Regions from separate parts of the Canis lupus genome. Here region 2 is linked to region 1. The links are chromatin contacts, called in public Hi-C maps. All regions are on one chromosome and are shown on one strand. The core of a region is the stretch at or near the end of the contact, and the rest is flanking DNA. Distances in the headings are between cores, read along the strand shown. Region 1 overlaps LOC111090234 (a long non-coding RNA gene). Region 2 holds the start of KDM7A (lysine-specific demethylase 7A).

The links. Hi-C and Micro-C count contacts between places; a contact is called where the count stands out from the background.
Region 2: a contact with region 1 is called in a Hi-C map of blood, with 4 times the contacts expected there. The contact joins the promoter of KDM7A here to the enhancer-like site in region 1. A contact is called at or near these places in 2 of 9 Hi-C or Micro-C datasets (both in blood).

Annotation. Positions count from the first base shown.
Region 1 is chr16:8,461,322-8,465,721 of UU_Cfam_GSD_1.0, reverse strand. All of the region lies in intron 2 of LOC111090234 (a long non-coding RNA gene), which reads right to left. Among named protein-coding and RNA genes, the nearest start is that of KDM7A, 60 kb to the left of the region's middle. Within about 2 kb of position 1,526, at least 4 of the 20 cell types and tissues checked have an H3K27ac peak or open chromatin away from gene starts, as enhancers often do. A contact at or near this core is called in blood, where this site is marked.
Region 2 is chr16:8,521,741-8,526,101 of UU_Cfam_GSD_1.0, reverse strand. KDM7A (lysine-specific demethylase 7A) reads right to left here and starts at 2,087. Exons shown (of 20, transcript XM_038559409.1): 1 at 1,894-2,087. The coding sequence starts at 2,087.

The sequences.
Region 1 (4,400 bases), core at 277-2,776:
TTTAGGACTTCAGCCTGTCTTTTCGGGGGAATGTAACTCAACCCACAACAAGGGTGAAATGTCAGGATGTCTGAAATCTACTTTCAGCTCTTTCAGGAAAAAAAAAATAGCTATAGAAAGAGCAAGAAAGGAAAAAAAATTAATGTAGTGAATGTGATCACTGTGATTCCTTAAGCTCCAGCTAAGCATGGATCCCAACTTGGGGATTGATCCCAAGACTCTGAGATCACAACCTGAGCGGAAATCAAGAGTTGGACGCTTAACCAACCAAGTGCCCCGAGCATCACTGTTTTTTTTTTTAAAGATTTTATTTATTTATTTGACAGAGAGTGCAAGAGAGCATAAGCAGGGGGTGTAGCACAGGGAGAGGGAGAAGCAGACTCCCCGCTGAACAGAGACCCTGGTGCAGAACTCAGTCCCAGGACCCTGAGATCATGACCTGAGCTGAAGGCAGACTGAGCCACCCAGGCGTGCCCCTCAAGCATTCCCATTTTTAATAAGGTGATCCTAACACAACACTAGGGTTGAAAAATACTAAATGCTAACACCATATTATTAAAAATACTACTAATACTAAATACTAAACATAAATATATACAAACACTAAAACATTAAATATATTTTAGGAAATATGAATACTAACTACTATAAACACTAAATACTATTTTTATACTTATAACACTAAATACTATAAATATCTACTATAAATACTATAAAAATAAATACTAAAATATTATAAACTCACATGGATGTATTTAAATCCCCTGCCCCTTCTTTCTACCCACACACTCTAAAATGTGTTCTTTTTTAGAGCATAAATTTATGTAAAAGTGTACCAACCAATATTTCAGCGAACATTGACCCATGTAACAATGTTGAACAATTTATTATTAGATACATACTTCACAGTAGGGAGATATAGCCAAAGTTTATTTCTCTTGAACATCAATAGGCTTCAGCTAGGATTTGTTTTTCCTCCCTGTCTCTGCTCTTACCTCTCTTAAAGGTATAGGCTTTTCTTTTTTTAAATCTCTTTACTCACATTTTAGTGAGGTTTGGGGAGGAGGCTGGGGCTTATGCACATGTTCAATCTGCTATGTTTAATGGGAAATCCTCAGAACCCAAAGTTTTCAACCCTAATTTTATTGAAATAGGCTTCCTCCTGTAAACCTAATCCCAGTTTCAAAATGGAAGTCAAGGAGAAATAAGACTTGATTCACATAGTTTGTAGACCACTTTCCAAAAATGCACTGGCCTGTGTGGTTTAGTCTGAATGATCCATCTAAGTATAATTGTCTGACCGTCCTGTGTGGACCATGTATATACAGCTCAAAGCCAAAGCCCCAGCCTCATCCCTTCTGGTGAAACACCAGTGCCCACAAACAGAAGGTTCCCCTTCTCTCACCCTGGAATAAACAGGAAGGTCTCTTGGGGCTGTGGTCTTAGGGCTATAGCTCTGCCCCTAATTTCTTCAGACCCTTTACTAAGAACTGAGTCATTGCAACATCACACCCAGCCAGCTGTCTCAGCACAAGAAAAGCTTTGCTGTGGTATGAGGTTTTGTGGGCTGCAAACTCCATCTAGGTCAGCAAATTAAACCCCATGGTGTGGTTACAGAGTCCAGCTCCATCTAGCTAAAGGGCTGTCTGACTTTACTCTATGGCCACCGGCTCTTTTGGTGCCTGGGATACTAGGCCCCTTGGCGGCTGTTTAAGGTACAACACTTCAAGCCTAAACCACTGGATGACATATGCCTAAACCCAGAATCTTGTTTTCTCCACCAGGGCTCTAGGGTATATGAGAATAGCAATACTCCACCACCCCTGCAGACATGGAGGTTTGTGTGTGTGTATTGGGACAAACACGGAAAATAGAAATGTGTTTCTTCCTTAGTTTCTCCTACTACTTGTGTTTTTCTGCTGCCGTGTTGACCCAAACATGAGCCTTTCTTCTCAGTTCTCTTTCATGGAAGTTTTTAAGAATCATTTCACAACAGATGGCCAACTGGTATACCTAGATTGGGTTTTACAAAGGGCAGTGTCTCAATGGTGTGGAGTCACCTTGGCTCAGGAACTGAGTCTCAGATTTATAGTGGATAAAGCCTTCAGAAACTACATTATGTCAAAAATTCAAAACAACTCAGCAACTACATATTTGAGGGCCTGCTACTATCCAGGGCTCAGGAACACAGACCTGAAAACCAGAGTTGTCTCTCAGGAGTTCTTTGACATTGGAGGAAGACCAACATAGTAGTGAATGGTTATACTTCTTACTACCTAGCACCTGCTCCTGCTTCTGGAAACAGTACCCCAAGTTCACTCTGGGGAAACTGCCCCCCTCATCCTGTGTGCTTTCACTGGGACTGAATCTGCCCCTAGCTCTAGAGCTGAGGTATAGACTCACGCCTGACCACAGTGATTGGTTTAAAGATGGGCATGAAACCTTCAAAGCCAAAGATATCCATGAAATGTTTGCTGATACTATTCAGGCAGAGGTACTAGGTACTTTTTACTAGGGTTGCTACCAGTAAGGATGATACAAGAATAGAACTGCCAGAAGCCACAAGATGGAAACCTAAGAATGAGGCCAACACAGCAAAAGACAGATCTGAATGAGAGAAACTGAGCTCCTCGGTCATGCCATTTTTGAAATTCTGCATATTCCTAGACTTCTCTGTCAATTGTCCCAATATCATTTTTATTTACTTAAGCTACTTAGATGGGGTTTTCTGTAATTTGCAACTAAAACAGTTCTATGTAGTAGGTTGAATAGCGTCCACCAAAAATTCACACCTACCCAGAACTCCGGAATGTAACCTTATTTGAAAACTGGGTCCTTTAAGATTTAATCAGTTAAAAATGTTGAGAGGATATCATCCTTGATAGATGATGTGCCCCAAATCTAATGACTGGTGTCCCTTTAAGATGAGGAGAGCCAGGGGCTGGGGGAGTTATGCTGCTCAAGGCCAAGGAGCACCTGGGGCCACCAGAAGTAAGGAAGAGGCAAGGAAGGATCCTCTCAAGAGCACGTAAAGGGAGTCTGGCCATGCTGACACCTTGATCTCAAACGTCTGGCCTCTAGAACCGTAGAATGTCCACTGCTCTAAGCCACCCATACTTTATTATGGAAGCTCAAGCAAACTAATACTCTCTAATATATGTTATCATTTAGTAAACACTTATGTGTTTGAACAAATCTCAGCATAAAATCCAAAGGCTGCTGAGAGATATTTGAGCTGGGACATTATGAAGCCTGAGGAACTGACTGTCCCACCAACCTGCCTGGCCATGGGCGCCCCTGGAAGGCCCCTGGAGAGTCTACACAATTCATATTCTGTAGGCCTCCTCTTTTCTAGATTTCTTGCAGGCCACTCTCCTAACGCAGGCACTTCTTTTTCTTCAGCAGGGAAATGAGCTCTGTTTGATAGACATTTAAAACATTTCTCCCAGTTTGTTTTCTGTCATCTCACTTTGTTTGGAGTAATAGTTGCCCTGTAGAGTTTACATTTTTATACATTTTCAAATCTATCCATTTTTTAAAAAAAGATTTTATGTATTTATTCGTGAGAGACACACAGAGAGAGAAAGAGAGAGAGAGAGGCAGAGACACAGGCAGAGGGAGAAGCAAGCCCCATGCAGGGAGCCTGATGTGGGACTTGATCCCAGGTCCCAGGGTCATGCCCTGGGCTGAAGGCGGCGCTAAACCGCTGAGCCACCCGGGCTGCCCAAATCTATCCATTTTTTAATGGCTTATCATTGTTGGCCTTTTAAACATTCCCCTATTTTTATCTAATGGGCTATCCTACCTAATAAGGTAGCTTTTTTTTTTCCATTTTTTTTTCCTTATTGTAAAAAAACATACGCAACAAATTTGTCATCTTAACCATTTTTAAGTGTACGGTTCAGTGGCATTAAGTACATTCACATTGCTGAGCAACTGTCACAACCATCCATCTGCAGAACTCTTTCCATCTTGCAAAACTGAAACTCTATACCCATTAAACAATAACTCCCCATCTCTTCCCTCCCCCTGCCTCTGGGAGCCATTCTACTTTCCGTTTCTACAATTTTAACTACCCTAAGTATATGGCAGCTTTCTTTTATATTTGCCTCTACTTGCCTTACGCTGCATTTCCGCCACCTTTTATTAGGTGTTCCCAATAAATAGCAGCAGTGGTAACAGCTACCGTCGGCTATGTCCAGTCATTGTTCCCAGGCTCTACATCCAATGGCTCTGATCTGCTGGTGTCCCTGCCAGCTACGTGGCATTCTGTGCATTTTACAGATGATAAGAGTATGACCCCAACAAGCTCTACAAATTGCACTGATTAAAGAGTCTCGCACTCTTATTTGGAAGAGGGAGGATTTGTGCTCTTGTCTGTCCAAGCCAGAGCCACGGCT
Region 2 (4,361 bases), core at 838-3,337, 60 kb before region 1:
ACGGGGGGGGGGGGGAGGGAATCGATCTGGAGTAATAAAAAAAGAATTTTAGATAACTTATTCTTAATTACAGGTTGACAAAGTTGTTATAATTATTCCCCAAGCTGAGACCCAGACTGTGAAAGATTACCTGATAGACAAAATTAGGACGCTGTCCTCTTTTTACAGTGACAATTTTAGGGATGGTTGGTTTTTTTTTTTTTTTTTTTCCTCTCACTGTTGTTGCTGTCAAGGGCTGTGCAACCTGATTCAATAAAACTCCTCGAAGATGAAGCAGAAGTAAACGTACCTAGCACTAAAGCCTGAAAAGAACGCTGTAATGTAAGCGGTTTTCTCTCCCAGGGCCAGTAGAGGGAGACTCAGACATCTGGCCTGGTCGCGTAGTGTTTCTGTAAAATTGGGGAGGGGAGGGGAGGGGAGGGGAGGGGGGAGCGGAGGCTGTATTTAAATGTCCTGCTGTCAATCAAAGGACACTTCCTACAATCACAGTCACCATATCTGCTATTAGCCCCGAGCGGACTCTCGTCCACCGACGACCCCACGCGGTGCCCGCGTAACCTGCTTCACCCAAAGGTGACCGCGGGCTTTGCCACGACACCCAAATAAGGACTTTGGGAGCCCAGCCCCAACTAGTTTCTTTGTTTAAATGCCTGCGAATCCCTCCCACGCCGGAGTCAAGAGGCTGTGGCGCCGCCCTTTATTAGCCTCACACTTTGATTACAAAACACACGAGTCGACGGCTCGGCGGCGGAGGCGGCCCCGAGCTCTCACAAACGTCAAACCCCAAACGCCGGCGGCCGCGGGGGCGGGGGCGGAGGGCGACGCTCGCCGCCCCCGCCCGGGCCCGCGGTGCCCGCCCCCGCCGCAGAGTTGGCCCGCGCCCCCCCCGCGCCCCCCCGCGCCCCCGCGCCCCCGGGCCGCCCCGCCGCCGCCGGCCCCCCGGCGACGGGAGATTTCACTCTTTGTAAAGTTTGAGCCGCGCCGCGGGGGCGACGCGGGGGGCTGGGGACCAGCGGCGGGGCGGTGTCCTCCCCCCTCTCCCCCCTCTCCCCCCCCCGCCGGGGCCTGCCGCCCACGCCCCCCGCCCCAGCCCCGCCAGCACCGGGGCGCCGGGGGCCGGGTCCGAGCCGACCGCGCGCCCGCCCGCCCGCCCGGGACCCCCGGCCCCAAACTTCCCAGTGGCATCCTGAAGTCCCCGAGCGCGCCTCATCTGTTGCTCTGTTTACTCCTCCGGGCCCCGCCGGCTGGCGCTGCCGACGCCCCCGTCCCGGCGCCCCGCGGCCGCGGAAGTTTGATGAAGACCGGGGACGGGGGCGCGACCGGGACCGCGGCGGGGGAGGGGGCGACGGCGATTCCCGGAGCCCCCGAGCCGGGGCGAGCCGCCCGCCGCCCGCCGCCCGGAAGGAAGGAAGGAAGGAAGGAAGGAAGGAAGGAAGGAAGGAAGGAAGGAAGGAAGGAAGGAAGGAAGGAAGGAAGGAAGGAAGGAAGGAAGGCGCTGCGGCCGGCCGGGCAGGGCGACCCGCCGGGCGGCGACTCCGGGCCGGAGCCCCGGGCGGCCGGGCGGCCGGGCGGCGGGCGGCGGCCGGGCTGCGGGCGCGGCGAGGGGCGGCGGGCCTCCGCCGGCGCCTGCCCCGGCCGCGTCCCCTCGCCCCGGTCTCCGCCTGCCAACTTCTCGGCCGGCCCCCTTTGTTCCCGTGTGTTGTGGCGACTCTTCTCCCGGCCGGGCGAGCCCCCCGGCGCCCCTCCGCCCGCCCGGGGCCCCGCGCGCCCCGCTGCCCGGGCCGGGGGCTCGGCGCCTGGCGCGGCGCGGCGGCCGGGCGGGCGGAGGGGGGCGCGGGCGGCCGGCGGCGGCGGCGGCGGCGGCGGCGGCGGGGCTGGAGGGGGTTTATTTACCTGCCGTGGAACCAGTCCTTGCAGATATCGCACTCGATCATGAAGCGGTTCACGTCGTACGGCTGCCGGCACACACAGTACACCGGCGGGGGCGGCGGGGGCGCCGAGGCCCGGCCCGGAGCCGCCACCGACACGGCTGCCGCGGCGGCTCCAGCTGCTGCTCCCGCGGCCACCGCCGCCGCCGCTCCGGCCATCTTTAAAAAACACACACACGCTCGCTCGCTGCTCCGCTCGCCGACTGGAGCGAGCGCAGCCGCCAGCCAGCGCCGCCTCCTGCAGCAGCCGGAGCAGCAGCCGCGGCGGCGGCGGCGGCGGCGGCGGCGGCGGCGCGGCGGCGCGGCGGCGGCGGTGGCAGGCGGCGGCGGCGGCGGCGGCGCCTCAGTGCGCGCGCGCGAGGTCGCGGCCGGGGCCGGAGGGGGGGCGCGCGCACGACGCGCGAGGCTGCGGCCCGGCTCCTTCCGGCGCTCCGCGCGGGGCCGTGCGTCTCGCGCACGTCGTCCCGCCGCCGGCGCGCGCGCCCCGCTCCCCTCGCGTCGGCCGGGCGGGGGGACCCGCTGAAGGGCACGCGGGGCGGGGGAGGCGGAGGCGGGCCGAGGCTCCCTGAGGACACGCGCGGCGGCGCGGGGAGCGCGGCGCGGGGAGCGCGGCTCCGGGAGGGGCCCGGCGGGAGCGTGCGGGGAGCGGGCTCCGGCGTTTGTGAGCCGCCGCCGAGGCCGGGGAAGTTCCTGCGCAGTGGAGAGCGGCTCGCGCTGCGCCTGTGCCCTGAGGGGGAAGGCGAGAAGTTAGAGCCGCGCAGGGCGCCTCCCGAGGGCCCGGAGCGTGCCGGGGAGGCCCGCGGACGGACGAAGACGTCCCACCCCGGTTCCCACCGGCTCGCCGCGGGGAGGTCGTGTCGACGGAGCCGCCGGTTCCCGGGACGGACTCCCTGACGCCCGCCAGCCGAGAGGGGCCCGAGCGGCGCGCGGTTGGTGCAGGGAGGACCCGGCGCGTCGTGAACGGCACGACTCGACTCGGATGCCGACGCTCTCGACTCCCAAGTTGGGAAGAAAGGGGCAAAATTCTAAACGGCAGGGAGACCTCGGAAAAGGAATACTACAAAAGCTGGATAATACGGCATAGTAGGCCATTAATAAATATTTTTGAATGAAGGGTGAGATTGATCAGAATAAGAACGGCTAACGGGGATGCCTTGGAGTCAGAACTACGCGAACCGGAAGGCATGTGAAGGATGAATTTCACAAGCATTTCTGTTCCCGGGGGAAAAGCCCTGGTGAGCTCCCATCTCACCCAGCCCCAGGCAGAGAATCGCTGATCTAACCTCTTTTTAATCCTGGAGGAAAGCGAGGAACTTGCCTGAAGTCTCACAGATAGGAGCTGGAGCTAAACTTTGATGATGCACCCAATCCTTCTCCTTACCTGGTACATCTTTTGCGGGAAGAAACACCTGGAAATCAGAGTTGACCACGAAGTGAATATGTTTGGACATACTTCTACTGGAGAAAAAGGAAAAGTTACTCTAATGTTGGCATCATGTTTAGAGGCATCATAAATTGGTGGAGTGGAAAGCCCTGCGTTCAGACCCTGCTTTATACAAGCCGTGCAGCCGTGGGCAATCACTCCGTTTCTCTTGAACTAGATCGTTGGAGATCTGTTCAAGGAAAAATTATGGATAATAATACCTCCTTAACTACCTCACAGAGGTTTTATAACAAGCAAAAGAGAGGACGTATTTTTAAACGTACATTGTAGACGATGTGTGTTGGGGGACAGCACAGCAAGTGTGTAACGGAAGGGAAGGCAGCCTCCAAAGCCGTCATGTTGGACTTGGGGTGAAAGGGGCATCCACACAGGGAAGTGGCCTGGTATAGAGTGCTCTCCTCACCTTGCTGGAGGGGCCATCTGGCCTTAGGAAGTCAGTATGGGTAGATGAGAAGGGTAGCCAAGCAGAGGAGGGGCCAATATCAGTGGTGGGAGGTAGGTTATGTTCAAGAGTATTGATCCAATATGTAAGGGAAATGAGAATCAAATTTCTTACTGTTGAGGAAGAGAGGTACAATAGAAAGAAGACTAGAATGACCTTTTCGGTAGTGGACTGATAATGGAGGTTATCAATATTAATATAGGTGTATAAGTACATATATACTCTGTACACTGAGAGAGTCTGGGAGTAGTCACAAAACTGAACAATGAGTACATCTAGCCCAGATCTTGGCTTCTCCATACCATTCTCCTCAGTTTTCTTCTTTGGCAAAATGGCTGATTTCAGAACTTGGAGAAGTACGGGATGAGCCTGGAGCCTCTAGCTGTGCCAGAAAATAAGGACATGCTCAAAGAATAATGGAGCATGTCAAACGGACACAGGCCAACTTGTGTCCCACTGGCCAAATCTTTGACAAATTCAGCTTCAAAATAAACAGTGATAACCTATTGTAACCCACTGAATAGCGTAGGAAAACCCACATATGTAA